Regions from separate parts of the Zea mays genome. Here region 1 is linked to region 2. The links are chromatin contacts, called in public Hi-C maps. All regions are on one chromosome and are shown on one strand. Each heading gives the region's core, a stretch centred on a gene start, on an enhancer-like site or on the middle of the called end of the contact. The rest is flanking DNA. Distances are from core to core; before and after follow the strand shown.

Region 1 (3,995 bases), core at 1,458-3,957, 71 kb after region 2:
CAGCGCAGCTGGAGACGGACGAACAGGTGGAATTCGACTGTGGTTTGCAAGCTGGTAGAAGATGCTGCTGACGCATCGATCGGCCATTGATTCCTGCGTAAAAATATTCATGTGCTGCAGCTGCACCCCGGAGATTGCTTGATGCTTGCTGGGTTAACTGACAAAGGAATTCGTCTGTTTAGCTAGCAGACCCGAGGGAGGGGTTTATCCGCGGCAGTTTAGTTTTTTTTTTTCATAAAAAATAACTGTCTCGGCGCTGGGTCCTGCTGCCGTCCTGCGGCGTGACGAGAAATGTCAACGGAACATAGCGCGGGCCGGCAGACAGCATCTCGGCCACAGGCGCGCGCAACCGCAACCACAGCGAACGAGAAACACGCACGGCAGCGGGTCGTTTCCCTTTTGCCGCGGGTCCCATCCCATCCTCGTTCCCGTCAAACGACGCGGCAAAAACAACGCGGCGCACACGGCCACGGGCGTCCACCACACGCATACAGCATACTTCTCAGCTCTTAGGCTGTGCGCAACGTAGGGATGAAAACGGGACGGGTACCCGGAACGGGTATCGGATACGGATACCAAAACGGGACGTAATTTCGGATACGGATACGGGTATTTTGTTTGTCGGGACGGATACGGGTATTACCCGGATATTGAACCTCGGATACGGGTAGGATACGGAATCACTAATACCCGGTCAGTACCCGAAAATCCCGGGTCGGATACGGATACCCGGAATTCGGGTACCCGTTTTTTCTTTTTCTGCATAATATAGTTATAAAATCATAACTTTTACATATGAAATCGGATGAAGATAAAGTTTATATGAAAATTGTAGAGCTTGAAGAGATCTATGACTTTGTAATACATCATGTTTTTGTTTAAACAATATTTTAATGATTTAATTGTATTTTGATGATTTTCTATGACAAGAAATTAATAATACATAAATAGCCTCAAAAAATTGTGAAATTTTACGGAGATACAACGTATGTCCATATGTAACCATAAAAAATGTTTGGATCATAAGATCTATAAGATGCCCACATTTCTTTCCTTTCACTTTCACTTATTTGTATGAGTTACATGTGAAATTAGTGTAAGTATCCAAGTTTCAATATAATCAGTACTTCACTTTATCATTTTCATACGAGGACTTGAGTTATCTTCATATAAAATGTTTATTAGTTTTTGTAACTTATTTGCAAATTTTTAGAACTAGAATATTTTATGAATTTTAAATATTGCGGTGTTGGTTCTACAATGTTCTTGTAATAAGCAACTTTGAACTGCATGATGTCAATTTTACCGGTTTCCTTTCTTACATCTGATGTATCATATACATGATTATGTATTGCTTAACTTATGGATGGTTGGACAATTAATATCATCGGATGAACTACCCGACAATTATCCGGTACCTACCCGAGTAGTATCCGTTATCCGTTTCTTACCCGTCCGGATTATTACCCGGTCCCGTCCTGTATCCGTCCCGAATCTTAACTACCCGTATCCGGTCCCGTATCCGAGAGAAATACATTAGGGTAGGATACGGGATGACCCTATATCCGGATGTATCCGTCCCGTTTTCATCCCTAGCGCAACGCATCCCCCTCCCCTTCCCCCTCCCCTTGCATGGGGGCTGTAGGGGGCACTCCACGGCCGCAGCGGTGCCACCTACAACGCCCCCTACATGCTGGCCCCCTTCTCTCTCCCCCTAAATCTAGCGTGTCACTGTTCATCACCCTAAACACTGTGCTGTGGGTCCACGAGTAATTGTTAGTAGATAAAAAATTGATAGTTGGTATAGAAAATGATATTTTATAGTGGTAGTGGGGTATAGGGGGAGTATTTAGGGGGAACCGCTGCGGGAGATGAAAAAATAGGGAGGAAAATAGGGGGAAAAAGTGATATAGGGGAAAAAATTTAGGGGTAACGGTTGCGGATAGCCTTACGGACACGGGCAGGCAACTTGCAATATAACTACAGTACCACACTAGAGCATCTCCGAGAATTACAAAAAACTCCCCCGATCCTTTTTCTTATGTTTGGCCGAATTTATAAAATAAAAATATAGACATTCGTGCCACCAAATAAGCATGCTAACAGTACAAATTTATTAAACAAAAGGTTCATAATGATGTGAAAAACAAGTATAAGGTATTGGTTTTATGAGCTGAGCTCTATATCCGAAAGATTTAAGATACAGTTGAAGATGCTCCTAAAATGATACCTTGACTTAAGCGCAAGCGCAAACTTAGTGAGTAGTAATCGTGGGGCGACAAATGGGAAAAATAAAACCACACGAGACGAAACTACAGCGTACTAGAAAAAGTCTGCTATGGGTCCCACGTGGTGGAATCTAACGTCAAGGTCAAAGAGAATAAAAATAGGATTAACTATTTACATGTTATTTAACTTTTATAAAATTAGACACCTAGTTATTTTGATGCCATAGAGTGATATAAAAATGAGTTTGTTTTATTTTTTTAAATTTCTAGGGCTAGTTTGGGAACTCTATTTTTCTAAAGATTTCTTATTTTCTTAGAAAAAACAAACTATTTTTCTTTGAAAATTGAAATCTCTTAAAAAATAAAGTTTCTAAGCTACCCAACTGCCAAAAAAATAACGGGGGGGGGGGGGGGGGGGGGGGGGGCGGGGGGCGAAAAACAAAACAAAAACCCAAACGGAGACGACGAAGAAGTGGCCTGCAACACAATCCCCCGACCTAACGTTCACCTTCCTATTTATTTCGGAGCTCCGCTTCTCTCTCCTCCCGTGCATCCGCCGCGGGCCTCCTCCAGTCCTCTTCCTCACCCCGACGACTCCGCCTCAAATCCAATCCCACTCCCACCTAGCGGTCCGGCTGGCCTCGCCTCCTCCTCCTCGCTTCTCTCAGCCTCAGGACGACGCCTGCCTAGGCTTCCACCGCTGATCTGACCCCGAAACCTCGTTCCCTTGTCCGCTTCCTGCCGTCTCAGTCGTCGATACTTGTCCCCCAAAACCCCGGGCTCCGGCCGATCTCTGCGCGTTGACCGGGGCGCCGCTGATGGTGGCGAGGATGATGCGGTGGCCGCGGCCGCCGGCGGCGCGCAAGTTCCGCGTGCGGCTGTTGGTGCGGCGTGCGGAGGGGCTCCCGCCTCCTTCACCTTCGCCTTCGCCGTCGCCCTCGCCCGCGACAGCGGCCTCGCCGGAGCGCGAGCCGCCGGGCGCCGCGCAGCCCAGGGCCGCCGTCGCCGCGGAGGTGAGGTGGAAGGGGCCCAGGGCCTCCGCGCTCGGCTCGCTGCGGCGTGCCGCGGTCAGGCGCAACCGCACACGGGAGGACGCCGGCGCGGCGTGGGAGGAGGAGTTCGAGAGCGTCGTCACCCTCGCGGCCGCGTCGCAGCGGGAGGGCGCCGCGTTCCACCCATGGGAGCTCGCCTTCTGCGTCTTCAGCGTGAGCGCCTCTTCCTTTGATTCTCTTCTACTATCTGTGTTGTTCATAATCCTCATAACAATGCACCGAACTATATATACTGTACATCACTAGATGTTTTCGATCGATGTCCCCTGTTGGTTAGTTGCATCATTTCTCACTTGTTTGACTCTGTCCAGTGTAAAATTTTGTGTTCAGAATATGGTTTTTTTACCTGTTCCCATTCATGGTGTGTTTGAAAAAGGAAAGTTCTCTGTAGTTTTTGGATTCTAGCTGGATTTGGACCTAAATTCCTAACGATTTGAGTTCCTATTCCGTGGTCTAAACAGGCACTACATTTCTAAGTAAGCAATTCTGATCAGGGTATCCTGTTTACCCATTATCATTCTACTTTCCAGTTTTTCTTCTTCTTTGTCCCTTTTGCGGTTGATACTGATGCGTGTGTAGTCCTACTTATCTATTCTGTTAAGTAATGTTTTCTAATTGCTTGAACTTTCCTGTGTCTGTGTAACGATTCAGGTACTATTTGTTTTAAATCTCTTGTAAACTGGTAGGAGAAATAATCCGCTCACGTTTCATTTCA
Region 2 (3,839 bases), core at 762-3,261:
TGGTGCAACATTGACATATTCATAAGGAAGAGGAATATATGGAGAAACTACGTCACAAGAGGACGAAGAATAGTGGGGATGATGGTGGTTTCTCTACGCAATGTAAGGTGGAAGTGGAAGAAGCAACTTGTAATCGGATGGAAAGGAAAATAACATCGATGATTGAGGAGGCGATAAGGTTGGAGACCTATATGCGATTGGGTTTCACCTATGCACGTCGGATAGACACGTGTGATGACACGCACATGAAGCCTGAAGGAGTTAACGCCTGTTGTTTCCCTTTCTTCTTTTCTAACCATCATAATTTTATGCAACCCATTAATTATTTGCCACTATCAATGGCACGTGTGGACCCTATTTGTCATCAATGGCACATGAGTGTCATGCATAAGAGATTTGAAATTTTGTCTACCGATGGTAAAAATTATGAATGAGCTTCCCTACATAGGTATCTTGTTTAACAATATAGAGCATGTTTGTTTGAGCATTCTAGAATCCCTTGGATCTCAGCTTTTTAAATCTTTCAAAATCCAAGAAGCTTTTAGAAGTCAAAAGCTAGAGGTGTTGTGGACTTATGGGTAATCATATGAGCCTCCACTAGGCTTTGTTTGGTTCACTTAACTAGTATCTACTATCTGTTAATAATTATTTTTATCTAAACAGACACAAATGATATACTAGTTAATTGTTATTAGCTAAAATTCTATATAACAACTATTTCACTAGATGCACCAAATCAGATAATAGCAGCTAATAGATAAATAGTTATAATTATACCCCACTAATTAGCTATATATTTAAACACTCTTCTAGCCCCAGCTAATAGATAGGATATTAGTTATATGCTATTAAGGGCATGTACAACCCACATAAATGACTAGTATTCTAAGAGGTATCTAAGAGTGTAAGTGAAAAAAAAACACAAGAGACATATTTTAGTGAAGGGACGTCTCTAATACGGTTCTCTAAGTTTAAGATACGGTTCTATCGATACAATCCACATAAATGAGCCGTGTATTGAGTGGTTCTAGTGAATAAGATAAAAGGCTTGAATATATTAGGTTGCATGAACGAGTTTCGTGTATCATAGTATCTAGGTTGTGGAGATGGTAGCATTAATTAGCTCTAGCTAGATAGTACATGTATGTGACCTTCATGCGCGTGCGTGGGCCTCAATTTTATGAATGTCCGCCGGCCCCATCCAGGTGATGAGACAACAGGAACTCAGGAAGGTACCAAAGCACCCTAGGCGCGCAGGCCATGGCCCATGGGCATATGCAACAGCTAGCTCGATTGCGTGCGTAGCCTCGCTCGCTTTTTAGTTTTCTTTTCACACCCTTTTCCCTTTTCAGCTTGGCCGCCGGCCGCCGGCAGCCTAGGGTTGATTTGAAACGCCGTGACGAGTTCGCTCGCCCGGCCACCGAGCGAGCAGGACGTAGTAGTAGTAGTATGTAGAGTAGGATGGAGATGCATGCATGGACGATGGGTGGTGTCGCGGTGGGGGGTGATGGGATCGGATCCGGACGTACAGTAGGGCAGGCACCGTTCGTGTGCTTCCGTATCCTCCAGATCTCTATTGGCGTCGCTTCGTCGTCAGGGGTCAGCTATCGAAACGACGCCCCCTCCACTCACTGCGTCACTGCGTGTACTCCTGTCGCCCATTACCAGCCATAGTTGGATCAGATGAGCGCACGCGCGACTACTCCTGCACCGGGGGAAAGGGAGTTCATTCTATTTCCAGGACGGCCATGGATTGGGGCAGTGCAGTGGTAGGAGCAGTTGGCCTGGGGCATCTCCAACATGGACAGATGGACTAGAGTAATTCACAATTTCACATGAACAACCAACAGGTCCAACACAGGTGAATGAACTAGGAAGGAATTGCCTATAGTTTCCCTTTTGATTTGATGCGCTGCAGAGACAGACGTCTGAGACTCTGAGTGGTCCTGGTCCTCACCTGAACTGAAATGAAACGCCTTTTTTCTCTCTCTCTTTTGTTTCGAATGACAGACAGACAGACAGACAGACAGCAGCTTCGTCCCCCGCCACTGATAATACCCTTGGATGGATGGGCAGCTCTAGCCATGGGACCGGTGGCCGTCGTATCGCTGATGATGCTCGGCATATGCACCGTTGATGCAGAACGAGATGGATGCCAAGAAACACGTACCCGCTACCGCTAGCTAGCGTTCCCCGCGACGTTATTTGCGGTGGAGTCTCACGTGATTCCATCAGGTGCCTGGTTTTCAATAGTGCTGGGCCGAGTTCAGTTATCAACACTCGTCAGGTCTCCGTCGAAAGGGAAATGCTTGTTTCGTAACCTACTGGGCCGAGTTCAGCACTCGTTCGAATGCGCTCATCGGGCTCTGCAAAGGTTTTGGGCCTGTACAACTCGTAGCCCATTCAACAGCAGCCCAGCAGAGGTGTGTCTTCTTCTCCCTTCCACTCTTCCTCACTGTACAAATCACAATCCTTTCCTCGCCTGCGTCATTAGGCATCGTTAGATCACAGGAAAGAAACCTAGCACAGTATTAGCGTGACGTGCGGCATGGCTCTTTTCTGTGGTTGTAGAGCGAACGGCCTGATCACTTGCGGTCAAAGCGGCGCCTGAAAGAAAGCGAGAAAAGCGGATCTCTCCCTCAGTCTCGCTTCTGCCGAAAGCCACGGCTGTGGCTGGTTACTTGATCCAGCCAAACCTGACCACTCCGTAAACCGTACCACAAGTCTGCGTGTATGCGTGATTGAGCCTGCCGACCCACGTCGCACCTAGCTGAAGAAACTTGCAGCCGAACTGCATGCGGCATCACGTCATGCCATGCATGTGCATAGATGTTGTATCGGCTATTAAAAAAAAGCCTCGTGGACCCCACTCTCATAATTCCGTGGTAATTTCCCAATACATTAAATAAATAGAATAAAACATATGTTGCAATTTCTACATTCGTTAATTTCTTGATGTAAATAATTAATAGAAAATGTATGCTTCGATGTGGGAAAATGCTTTTGCATCTGATGTGTTATATTCATGAATTAATTCTAGTATTTTTCTGCTTTTATTTCCCGTAGTAAATACTTAGCGGAAATTTATTAAAATGCATGTGAAGGTTATATAGTGTGTACTCAAATCGCTCTAAATATTTTCTATGTGTTGAGCCTTCGGACTCACATCGAGTGATTAAATTGTATAATGGGTACTCAGACACGCCGATCAGGCTGCGTTGGTAATCGGCTGAGTTATGGCATTAGCTGAATATTGACTGCGCCCTGGCAACACGACACAATATTTGTGCCGTTCGAACTTGGCTGCGTCATGTGATTGCTATATCGCACTCTCCATTAATCGAATCGCTCCCGTTGAGTCAGATCGCCATCGCCGAGTCGCATATTTTTTGCATGCCCTGTAGGCACTGTCTGTCTGCCGCGAGCCACGATTGCGCTTGTTGCGCATGTTGCGTGGTTTTATCGTGTACCCCAATTACCAAGCCATAATTGTGCCTGCTGCGCTTATTACGATGGCTTGTTATACGGTCGTAGCCCTGATGGCCGCACACGCGTTGACGCCAGATACTCTAGAGCTTGTACTCGCGTGGATTGTGGTGGGTTGTTCAAGCCCCTAAAGTCACATTATGTGCAACCTTCGTAAACAATTTTGTTTAGCTCTATATTTTATTTGCTTGTGTTCTGTGGCATCATATATTTATTTATATTGCCAAGTGGCCATAACAATTATATCAAGCTCTATAGTGCTTGAATAATCTGGGAAATTAAATTGAAATACAATGAAACACAGATAAGTTAAATCTCTGCTCTCTACTCGTGCATAAAGTTTGACCCGAAGT

The links. A called contact is a pair of places that touch in the nucleus more often than the background predicts.
Region 1: a Hi-C map of leaf shows a contact between it and region 2, with 5 times the contacts expected there. The contact joins the promoter of LOC103643812 here to the enhancer-like site in region 2. A contact is called at or near these places in 6 of 25 Hi-C or Micro-C datasets (ear, endosperm and leaf) and 1 of 3 datasets of contacts at active chromatin or transcription factors (seedling).

What each region holds. Positions count from the first base shown.
Region 1 is chr1:266,951,752-266,955,746 of Zm-B73-REFERENCE-NAM-5.0, forward strand. LOC103643812 reads left to right here and starts at 2,708. Exons shown (of 4, transcript XM_008666972.4): 1 at 2,708-3,433. The coding sequence starts at 3,047.
Region 2 is chr1:266,881,175-266,885,013 of Zm-B73-REFERENCE-NAM-5.0, forward strand. No RefSeq gene overlaps it. Among protein-coding and RNA genes, the nearest start is that of LOC103643811, 11 kb to the right of the region's middle. Within about 2 kb of position 2,012, at least 16 of the 20 cell types and tissues checked have an H3K27ac peak or open chromatin away from gene starts, as enhancers often do. A contact at or near this core is called in ear, endosperm, leaf and 1 more, where this site is marked.